Regions from separate parts of the Danio rerio genome. Here region 1 is linked to region 2. Evidence: chromatin contacts called from public HiChIP or PLAC-seq data. All regions are on one chromosome and are shown on one strand. Each heading gives the region's core, a stretch centred on a gene start, on an enhancer-like site or on the middle of the called end of the contact. The rest is flanking DNA. Distances are from core to core; before and after follow the strand shown.

Evidence for each region. HiChIP or PLAC-seq counts read pairs in DNA pulled down with a chosen protein or histone mark.
Region 1: an H3K4me3 HiChIP or PLAC-seq map of embryo shows a contact between it and region 2, with 4 times the contacts expected there. The contact joins the enhancer-like site here to the promoter of man1a2 in region 2. A contact is called at or near these places in 3 of 18 Hi-C or Micro-C datasets (embryo, hematopoietic stem cells and an unstated tissue) and 4 of 4 datasets of contacts at active chromatin or transcription factors (caudal fin, embryo, gastrula embryo and 1 more).

Annotation. Positions count from the first base shown.
Region 1 is chr9:22,340,177-22,345,637 of GRCz12tu, forward strand. The region is part of intron 6 of man1a2 (mannosidase, alpha, class 1A, member 2); the gene reads left to right. All of the region lies in intron 2 of LOC141376109 (a long non-coding RNA gene), which reads right to left. Among named protein-coding and RNA genes, the nearest start is that of tent5c, 53 kb to the right of the region's middle. Within about 2 kb of position 1,420, at least 7 of the 62 cell types and tissues checked have an H3K27ac peak or open chromatin away from gene starts, as enhancers often do. A contact at or near this core is called in pancreas, where this site is marked.
Region 2 is chr9:22,162,830-22,168,998 of GRCz12tu, forward strand. man1a2 (mannosidase, alpha, class 1A, member 2) reads left to right here and starts at 3,068. Exons shown (of 14, transcript NM_001256622.1): 1 at 3,068-3,279. All of the region lies in intron 2 of LOC141376109 (a long non-coding RNA gene), which reads right to left.

The DNA.
Region 1 (5,461 bases), core at 170-2,669, 180 kb after region 2:
TTGAATTGTTCATAAAACAAAGGCTTGCAGTATTATTTTTAATTTTGTTATTCAATTACTTTAAACCTGAATACAGAATGACAACTCTAAAAACAATAAAGCGCTGTTTATTTAATTTGTAAATTTTTCTTTATTGAATTTTTCATATTGAATCTATGCTTGTATAATGTGTATTATATTTTATGCACTCCCCTACAAATTCATCTTAATTTATCTGATATTATAAATTCTTTCCAAATAGTTATTTATCTTATCTAGTGAAATTTTATTTATATCGCAATATACAGTTACCCCTTTGATTTTTGATTTTCTTCTGTCTTTTTAAAATATTTCTCAAACGTTGTTTTATTTCAGCTAGAATCAAAGCAGTTTTTTTTAAACCATTTTATGGTCAAAATTATTAGCCCCTTTAAGCTATATTTTTGTTGATAGTCTACAGAACAAACCATCATTATACAATAACTTGCCTAATTACCCAAACCTGCCTAGTTAACCTAATTAACCTAATAAAGACTTCAAATGTCACTTTAAGCTGTATAGAAGTGTCTTGAAAAATATCAAGTAAATTATTATTTACTGTCTGTTATTGTTTATTTAATAGTATTATGTTTAGAAATGTGTTGAAAAAGTCTGCTCTCCCTTAAACAGAAATTGGGGAAAAATAAAGAGGGGGCTAATAATTCAGGGAGTTAATAATTCTGACTTTAACTGTATATCGCAGAATAAAAAAATATCGCAATGTAAGATTTTTCCAGTATCATACTGCCCTAGACTGGATGTTTACAAGGTACTGTAGATGGCAGGAAAGCTAAATGTAACATTTGTAAAATTCCTATCGAGCTATCAAACATGGGAGATGGAGCACTGCACAGCCCCACAAACAGTAAATACCCCAGCTTTTGTTCAAAATCTGAGGAAAATTATCTGTTATTTTTCTCATAGTAGCTTAAAGTCATGCAAAATGATATTCAATCTAAAAATACTGCATTATCATGTCCTTATAGTATATTTTAATATTATTTATGTTTTTAATCAATAATTTAAAAGCACAACAGTGGCCTGTTTTTTTTTTCTCCATTAAATCTGCTTTTAGTCAGTAAAAGTCAGGGAATTTGATATTTGGCTTAAAGTGGAAACGTGTGTGTGTCTGTCTGTCTGTCTGTCTGTCTGTGAGAAGTCAGAAATATCTCAAAGGCAGGGTACACTCCTCACACTATTCTAGTGAATTGCTGCACATTTTAATAGACTCCACGTTAACATCCATAAGACTGGAAATAAAACCCTCGGGAGTGACTTGGGCAGCTGTATGGTTTGTCTGAGAACCAGAGGCTTTTTTTCCTCCCCCCTCTGCTACGTCTTCATTATATCTACTGACCTAAAAACATGATCAACCGCACTGCTCGCGCTCTGACATGAGCGAAGCAACAGATCTTACTCTGCTCTGAGGAGTCTGGCTGTGAGTCATCAACACCGAGTATTTTCTAGACACTTTTGCTCAGAAGCACCTGGTAGGATCCCAGGGTTGTAGTCAATGAAATGATGATAACACTGCACCGCTGCGTGAGAAATAAAATATTGATTGCTGCACATTTGACATCTAGTACTTGTAATAATCTGCACTGTCAGTAGAGTGAAGTCAGTCATTTTGTGTTTTTGCTGGTGGGTTTGTAAAGAAGAGGACAGAATAATAAGTGTTCAGAAGCATATTTGTTTTTGTGAGCAGAAAAATATTTATCCAAAGCATCTGATAATTATTTTTGTGCAGAGAAGCCACATGAAGCAGTGTTCAAAATAAAGAAAAATGATTCTGTCATCATTTAGTCGTGCTCATGTAAATAAAAAATTGCAGAAATACTTTATTTTTTGGATGAAATGCTTCAAGTCCTCACAGTTAATCTTTACTTACAAGGTTGGAATAGGAGTGTGTGATATTTATTGTCTGTGAAAATATCATAATAGTGTCTTCATTTGGTGTTGAGATAAGATGGAGTATGTGAGAATGGCACAACTTTGCAAATCAAACAAAAGCGCTTGAGAAAGTATGTTGTGCATGAAATCTACATTATGAATGACTCCATTATTAATCAGGGCTCAACATTAAGGACTGCCCGATGGCCCGGGGCCAGCATGAGAGATGTTCGGGACAGTAGAGAGAATCGTTACTGGCCCGATCAGGCCAGTGCTGCCTTGTCATCAAATTTTAATTTGCCTGCTACTGTCAGTTGTGTGCAAATACAGTCTTAGAACCGAGAAACAATTTGTGCTTTTAAGTCTCAGAATGCTACGTTTTCTGTAAAGTCGTAAACCCCATATTGCTTTTTGGTTCCTTTTATCTGATTGGTTGTTGTGAGCACGTTATTTTTTTCCACAACCTGGTAAAAACCAGAACAGTGAAGAGACGGCAACATCAAATTATGAGGCTAAAAGAAAACGTCTGTTTCCAACGTTGTGGAAAAAGATATTTACATGGGTACAACACAACAAAAAAATGAAATGATGTTTTGCATGGTTTTCCATCACTTTTAAGTCAGCCACTTTTTGTTTAACAATAAAATACCTGCTCATTTTCCATACTGCTGTATTTTACATCTAAATATTTTAACATTTAAAAAATATTTAAATTCTAGATTCAAAGACATTATTTTTGACGCATTATTTAAAATATGTGGCTAAAAAATAGCTATTATTTATTTATTTTTAATTTATTTATTTATTTTGGTGGGGCCAGTGAAAATTTTGGAAGGGCCAGTAAAAATCTGAACTGCTGGTCCAGTCGGGCTAGTAGAAAATGTTCTTAGCGTTGAACCCTGTTAATGATTCGACAGATATTTGATATTGGTAATTAGTAACTCTAATCTCTCCATCTGAATGAGCACTGTACTACGTCTGACAGATCAAACTTTTATGTTTTTCTTTTCTTTTTCATTAGTCGCTTTTATTCGTTTTTGTGCAAAGCACTTTGAATTGCCACTGTGTATGATATGTGCTATACAGTATAAATAAACTTGCCTTGCCTTGCCTAATATATTATTCAAGAGTGCATTTTAGGTGCAATATCTATTTTTTCTTTTTCTGAAAATAATTTCAGACCCAAGTCAGAGCCAAACATTTGTGTGGCTTAGAGCTACATCTGTGCTGTTTTGTTCCTGAACGAATCAGTTTAAGGCTAATTTGAGCTCAGTTCTTTTTTCCCCCATTTTGCCAATGTACAATAAATCAGTTCAAACAAAACTGGAGCAGAACATTTGACACTTTCAGAGCAACACTGCTGTTTTTCATTGCTGAATCAATCTGTATTTTAACCAGTTGATGTTTAGTGATCCATTTATTTAGCTTAGTTTAGTTTAACAAATCATTTGAATAAATGATTTCTTGAGTCATGTATTAAGACAGGCACTTGCTGCTACCTACTGGCAGTTTTAGTATCACTTATTTATCTATGCTAGGCTTCAATCTCAATTCTAGGACTGCACGATGTATTGTTTCTGCATTGATATCGCAATGTGTGTGTCAGCAATAGTCACATTGCAGTATATGCTATGTTGAGTTGGGATTATAGTTGATCAGCACAACAGTTGAGAATACATAAGATTTGTCATGAAATCAGTCAAAGAATAACCATAACAGAGTGAATTTTTTATCATTTGCGTGCGTTTTAAAGGCAATTTAAGAGAGATTAAAGCATTCTGGCATAAAAAAGGTACATTTGTAATTTTAGTGAAGAATATTTTTACTGAATTATTACAATGAAGACTACACAGTGCTGTTTTACATTTCATTATTCAGTTTCTGTACCTGTTTGACTATGTTTGACTATGTCCACCTAGTCGATGTTAAAACCAGCAACTTTTCTACTGCACCACATCAAAACACATTCTCCAGTGAAACTGTGAAGGACGTGCCTGTCTTTGCTCTGAATGTGTCCATCTCCAGCAGCAGTAGGTTTTTATCGTTGTTTTTGTTAAACTGCAGTTTTCAGCAAAGGTTGTCTCAGCTCAGATGTTGAACTTTATGACGAGGGCAAACAAACCCCAGTGCATCATTTCTCCACTGACAGTCAGTGAGTAAACACATTCAGGTGTGTTGTTCAATGGGTATTTATTCAGTCTCAGATGTGTGTTCTTTTTTTCTCTGTGAGGCAGTTTCCTCTCTCTTGACTTTGTGGATGGATTTTATCATTTTAGTTCCTATTTAAAAATAACATTAGTCAGGCTACATGGGCTCACAAAACCTATCAAGATGTCTTCCAGGACTTATTGTACTTCAAAAAGGAAAGGAAACAATATTGTTTTAAGTATTTTTATTTATTTTTTTTGGCTGTTTCTAGGCTGTTTCCACTTTGTTTTAACATGCGTTCAAAAGCATCTTAATCTCTTGTGACCACTTGTGTACAGATTTCCACAAGATGCTTCCCAGTTGTATTGTCATGCTCTGTATCACTTACAAGGGGGAAATAACTGTGACGCACGAGAACTATTGTGTGAACGAGCGCAAGCAATTTAGACCTTGTTTACACCTGCATTTAGCGAGTTTAATTAAGTGGGTTTAATTGATTAAAAATACAGTCAGCACAGTAATAATAGTAAACTAAAATATTTTAAATAACAGTTTTTTTAAAATATAATTTAATTCTATTTCAAGCTGAATTTTCTCAAAACATGCATACTAAAAAAACATTTAAACACAACCAAGTCATTTAATTCAATTCAAGTTTATTTGTATTGCGTGTTTCAAAGCAGCTTTACAAAAGTTGCAGATAATTGCATTGCAATCAATATTGGAAATTAAGGTTGTTATTTGCCATAACTTTGAGTGAATAATAACTTTAACTAATAACTAATAGCTTTCAACAGTTATTATATATAATCCTGGTTAACCTGCAGTTATATGTAGGTGATGTCTATGTGTACATGCTCAAGAGAAGTGTATTTGTGTATTAAGTGTATGTGTTGTTCTCAAAGTCTTCGACTGTTGAAATCAGCCTACATTGTGTTTAGATGGACGCAAGTTTCCCACCCTTTCATGAATACCAGATTCAAGGACTTTTTAATGCAGCATTAATTTTAAATCAAGCACCTTTGTAATTGTTATCCCAGCATATGTAGCGTCACGAAAGCCCTTACTATACTGAACAATTCACTTACACTTAATATTTACGAAAAAAGTCAAGAGTAATTGTCAAGAATTGACTTTTAAAAAGTAATTTTCAAAAAACTTTAATCATTTTCGTTGAATTCAATACTGGTGATATTTAAATGCAGTTTCTGAAATATTAATCAAATGTGCAGTATTTATCAGTTATTGTATATATATTTATCTATTGTATATAATATTTACAATTAAGAATTTCTCTCTTTTTTTGTTCTGTATTTGACAATAAAGTACAATTATAAAAAATGAAACCATGAACAAATAAAATTTAATTCAAGCACTTTCAAGGACATGCGTTTTATTTTTGAGT
Region 2 (6,169 bases), core at 1,818-4,317:
AGAGCTGTATCGCCTCATTAACTGGAATGTCAGATACAGTCACCCTTATCTACATTTATTGGTGACAGGATATGCAATTGACAGCCGCATTGGTCCAGCGGAACCAATCAACTCGCCCTTGCCTGGACTTCTCAAGGTTAAAGCTGCATCCCATTCATTTATTTAAACTGTCATCGTCCACCATTCTTCAGTTCAAAGGCCCAGAACACATCCTGACTCATTATGCAGTCCCACTGGAGGATGGTCTCACCTCTACTGCTCTTAAAGTAACAGATAAACCTTTCAATCCCAGTATCTTTGTCCTCTTTTTTTATCTTCAGAGAATTGTAGTGAATTATTTTCTCCTAAACCAGTCTTTTTTGTTGTTGTTTTCTATGGTCTGAGGTTTAAGGGCGATTCTTCTTTTTGCCAGTGATCCGTGTCGTATTCTCAGAGCAAACTGAGAAACTCAGCAGAGCGAAACTCTTTTTTTTTCTGACACTGACTTCTGTCAGGGTGTCAAATGTGTGCCTCTTAAACTGACTGACAGCAGATCCAGTCTCTTGGCCTCTGCGTTCGTCAGTATGACTCACACATGATTTTTTTGCCTTCAACAGCATTGACACTCGCTGTGAGTTAGTCTGGTAAATCAGGCTTAAATCAAGAGAAAGGAACTGTACCCTTATGGCAGCTCAAGGACTGAGTCACAGGCTGATCTAAATGGCCTCATTTTTCGTCTGCTCAGCAGAATGTGAACATGATGGATCCGTGATGCATATGGGTGCGAACAGTTTTACATCCAACCTCAATATTGTGTCTGCTATAGTAAGATTAAACATATATTTGATTGTATGTAAATGTATTCATTTATTCCTTTTCCTGTCGGCTTAGTCCCTTTATTAATCCGGGGTCACCACACTGCAATGAAACACCAACTTATCCAGCATATGTTTTACGCAGCAGATACCCTTCCAAATGAAACCATCACTGGGAAACACACACGATGCACTCATTCACACTCATACACTATGGACAATTTAGCTTACCCAATTCACCTGTACTGCATGTCTTTGGACTTATGGGGGAAATGGGAGCACTCAGAGGAAACCCACATGAACGTGGGGAGAACATTCAAACTCCACAGAAATGGCAACTGACCCAGCTGAGGCTTGAACCAGCGACTTTCTTGCTGTGAAGTGACATCGCTACTCACTGCGCCACTGCTCCGCTCTTGTATGTAATTCATTTCAAAAATTGTGTCCTCTAAAGTTTGAGATATTTAATTATATGCAAATCATTTCTTTTGAGGTTAGCATATCTTTGAACATGTAAGTACTCAAGATTGTCTCATCTGCAGTTTAACATGCATTTGATTTGATATAAACCATAACTACTGTCAAACTTTTTGCATATATTTGAAGTTCAGATGCAAAAACTTCTATGTGCCGTATGAAATTTCCATCACAAATGAATGCTTTTCTAAGCCTCCTTTGTTTATGTTGAGATATTTTACTTTAAAGAGCAGGAAAATGACTTATTTTTGCTGTAAAAGTGTCATTACTAAACACACACAGGAGACTGATAAAAAATACTAATTTTAGGAAAATTTCAATGGCATTTAGAGGTTTTTGCATTTAAACTCTTAATTTCATTGTTTGTAAATCATTCCAAAATAATCATCTTCAAAATGTTTTTGTAATTGTAATGAATGTAATAATGATCATTGCTTATTGTTAATAATTAGCAATATACAGTAATAAATAAGTAATAATAAAGTAATAAGTAATATACAATAATATGGCTATTATTGCTGAAAAAAATTGAATTACATAACAAATTATCTAATTACAAATAAAATATTTTTTATGAAATATTTTTAGAAGATTGTATCCACTAACATTTAATATATTTGAATGCATGTAAATTTTTTTGTTCTAAATAAAAATGATTACTTGTGCAAAATAGTAAAGTTTAGAATATCCAGTTAATAAGTAATTAAAATAATTAAAATGACATTTTATTATTTATTTGTATTTTTCAACCCAAATTACTTATTAAAATAGTTATGCAATTAATAAACATTGTATCTTTTAAGAGTTAAAAAAAGACTTTTACTTAACTAAGCTTAATACACTTTTTTTGTCCCCAAATTGTTGGGGTAACGCATTACAAGTAACATTAGTTTTGTAATGATACTATTTAAAATAACTAGTAAAGTAACGCATTACATTTAAAAAATAAGCCATATTATTTGAGTTAGCTTATTCTTTTTAAATGTATAGCAAGTTACTTTAGTTTAATTAATTAGCTTAAAAATTAATTGCTAAGCTAAAATTAAAATAGTCACAATGAATCATGCAGTCAATAAGAGAATGTGTTTATTCATTTGAACATATCGAAGAAAAGGAAAAGGGGCTCGTCTCAATGCACAGTGATTTTACTTAAGACAATGGTTCAAAAGTAGCAATAACATTGCTTAATTTTTATGTGTTTTTTAAAGTTAAATGTAGGTGTAGGTTATACAGTGCCTTGTTCATTGCAGACCTCCTCTATAAAAAAAGAAATAAAAAGTTGTGAAAGAAACCAAGCCTCAGCCAGATAATAAAAAAGTAACGCAAAAGTTAAAAGTAACGTAATGCCTTAGTTACCATAAAAAATTACTAAGTAACTTAGCTAGGGAGTAACTTAATATTGTAATGCATCACTTTCAAAAGTAACTTTCCCCAATGATGAAAGTTTGTCTTGAATTTTGGGGCCACATTTGCACACACTGAACAATACAAACAACGCAACTCAACACAAACATTATAGAAGAAATTACATATTTAAAAAGTCTAATTAATATAGGTAAAAACAGACCATTTAAAATTAGGCTGCCCAAAATGAAAATACTATTTGTTACGTCCATATTAGGAGCACTGAAAAAATGACTACTCTATGCTACTATAAATACCGTCTTTACTGTCCATAATTAACCACCATTGATTTTGCGTTGCCTTGCGATGCTCGTCATTGCGCGACGCTCCCCGGCTTCAGCACCGCGCGGCCGCTGACTGGATGTTGGTAGGAGCGGGAGGAGGAGGAGTAGCTGTTGCAGTAACAACATCCTGGATATTGGAGGCTGGCGGCGCACACAGCTACAGAAATAAAGGAGGAACGAAGACATAACGGAGGCGGTGGTACTCATCGCGAATGCTTCACTGTACAGAAACAGGGACATGAACGTGAACTTGGCAACTTTTGGGCGTTAATGGTGGATTTACGGTGTATGGCGCCGATTTATCCCGCGGCACCGACAAGGTGATGCAGCAGCGGCAGGACGGGATCAGTCCGCTACACGGCTGCCTGCTGAATGCCTTTACTGGAGGAAAAAAGGCGCAGCACACGTCCAGCGCAGGCCGGCTTGAGCTTTTATTAAAATAGGGCATTATGTAGAGGGGATTACCCAAGGTTTACGATACACCCGTGGTTTACTTGTGTTATTGTATCGGCTCTTGATATCGCTCTCCGCTTCAGATACGCTGCCACGGCATCAAGCGGACCAGGCCTATGCTGTGCTGAACCTCCGTCCGCGACACTGATATTTTCCGCTGTACGCGCGTGATGTGACGGCAACTTTTATCGTTTACGCCAATAACGGAAGCTCGTGGTGATTAAGTCTTGTGATTGGTATCCGGTCGGCCAGATTTTGTTATGTTTACTTGGGTTGCGATACTGTTTTGTGTATTCTGACTGCCAGTCCCTTATCGATAGCATATCGTTGTTTTTGCTAGTTTAAGATAAATATTTCGTTTAACGGGCGGTGAGGGCGGACTGGCCGTTTATCGTAAGATAACGATTCGACCCAGCCCGCCTTGACACCGAGAAGCGTTTGGATCAAAGCGAGGATCATGGATCAGAATGATAAAAAGACCCTCACGGTATGTGCTCACATTTGTTTCTTCAATATACCCGTGAAAAATATTGCGTGATGTTCAACATCACCCCGGTGTTTGAGCGTGAAACGCCTGGTGAGACGCTGTAATCAAGCGCAAACACTTGTACAGGTGTCACATTGTCATGCTTAAAGCTGCAAGTGTGCCTGATACTAGACAGTCTGTGCCGAATGATGTATTTCTGCTTCATGCTCGTTCATATTCTTGATGTTTTCATATTCAAAACGGGTCATAAGAATTCACACATGTGGTGCTTCGACTTAAGTGTACCTGTGGTTCCAACAAGATCATTTAAAAAAAATTATTTACGTCAGATTAGACGTCTTTAAACGATCTGAAAGTCTAAACAAAAAAAAAAAAAAAAACATCAGTGTTTTATGGAAAATCTTCCAAAAATGAGGTTTTAGCTTTTAAATTACTTGCCTTTATGCCACCCCAAGGTGTTGGTGGCTTTTTGTCTCTAACAGAACATTATCATTTTTTTTCCCAGCAAAAATCATATGCCTTGCGTATTAATAAAAGGCTAGCCACAGTTATTATTATTATTTGGTCGTAAGCCATTGGCTTTACATTTTAAGGACCATGATGTCAGCAAAATATAATATAATATAATATAATATAATATAATATAATATAATAGTTATGCCTTCTAAGATTTCTCCATTAATACCTGAAGTTACCACACAATATCACACGGCAAGTTTGCTGCACAGTAATGCACATACTTAAAACATTATTAATATTTAGGGCCAGACCGAATCTGTTTACAATTTTTTTTTTTTGCTATTTCTGTGCAGAATTGTGTAAAATCTGTGGATTTATGCAGAATACTTTTGGTAGTAACTAAAAACTTAATTTATTCTTTTTTTTGGCTTAGTTCTTTTATTATTATTAATGTGGGGTCGCCACAGCAGAATAATCTGCCAACTGACCCAGCATATGTTTTTTTACGCAGTGGATACCCTTCCAGCTGCAACCCATCACTGGGAAACATTCATACACACTCATTCACGCACATACACTATGGGTAATTTAGCTTCCCAATTCACCTATAACACATGTCTTTGGACTTTGCAAACATGAGGAGAACATGCAAACTCCACACAGAAATGCCAACCTACCCAGCTGAGGCTCAGATCAGTGATCTTCTTGCTTTGAGGCGACAGCACTACCCATTGTGCCATTGTGTCTAAAACTAAATACATGAAATGAAAAATAAAACCTTTTTAACTTTTATTTAATGTTCACACAATTAGATCCACTTATTTGGTAAACAAAGCAGGTCTATCATATATCTGCTTAATGACAGAAAATATTACTTTACAAACTGTATTGTAAATATATCATATGAACATTGTCATATTAGTCAATAATATTACTGCAATTAATAAAAAAAACTGAATAAATATAGATTTACACAAATAAATAAATAGACTCAATGTTTGGCTAAAATCTGCAGATTTCTGCGCACGCAAATTCCGTGTGCGCCTGTATTCAGTAAAACAGCACAAATATGGGAGTGTTATTTAATTTAACAATTATACTTTTTATTCTTCTTTTACTTCCTCTAACAAAAATAGGCGTATGCATAGTTTTATTCGCCAAGCTAAAAGCTACACGTGTTCCTCTGTCTTAGTGAGTGAATTAAGAAGTGTGTGCAGATTAATTTCTCATGAAACAGAGAAAAGTAACTAGATGACCAAAGTGTGAATTACACTGAAGTGATGCATCAGATCTTGTAGTCTACATTTAACAGTTGTGAAGACATTTTCAAATCAGATGTTACATCTACATGACAGAATGTGGTATATTGACTTAGTTTTTTGCTCACTAGTGAGTGAAATGTTAGATTAATGCAATGTCAAATAGTGCTAGCGTGCAACTTGTACTAATTTTTTTTACTACTATTGCTGCTTTCAAGGACATTTTGGAAATCTGCTATTTGTTATTCCAACATTAGAGTCAGAAACGTTTGTAATCAGCCTAAAAACCTAAAGAATTACTGTGTATTATAAACAAAATACCCATAAAACTACATCTGAATTTAAAAATTTCACCTACACCGTATACATGACATATAGAGTAGAACAAATAAAGGTGACACTTCATTTTGATGGTCCATTTGTGTATTAGTAGGCTGTCTGCTTAATATCTGTTGATATGCTCCTTCATCAGACATTTAACAGACTAAAAGAAACTTTGCAAGTAAATGTAAAAATAACCCTAACAGTCTTCTTATAATCTAATAAGATTGA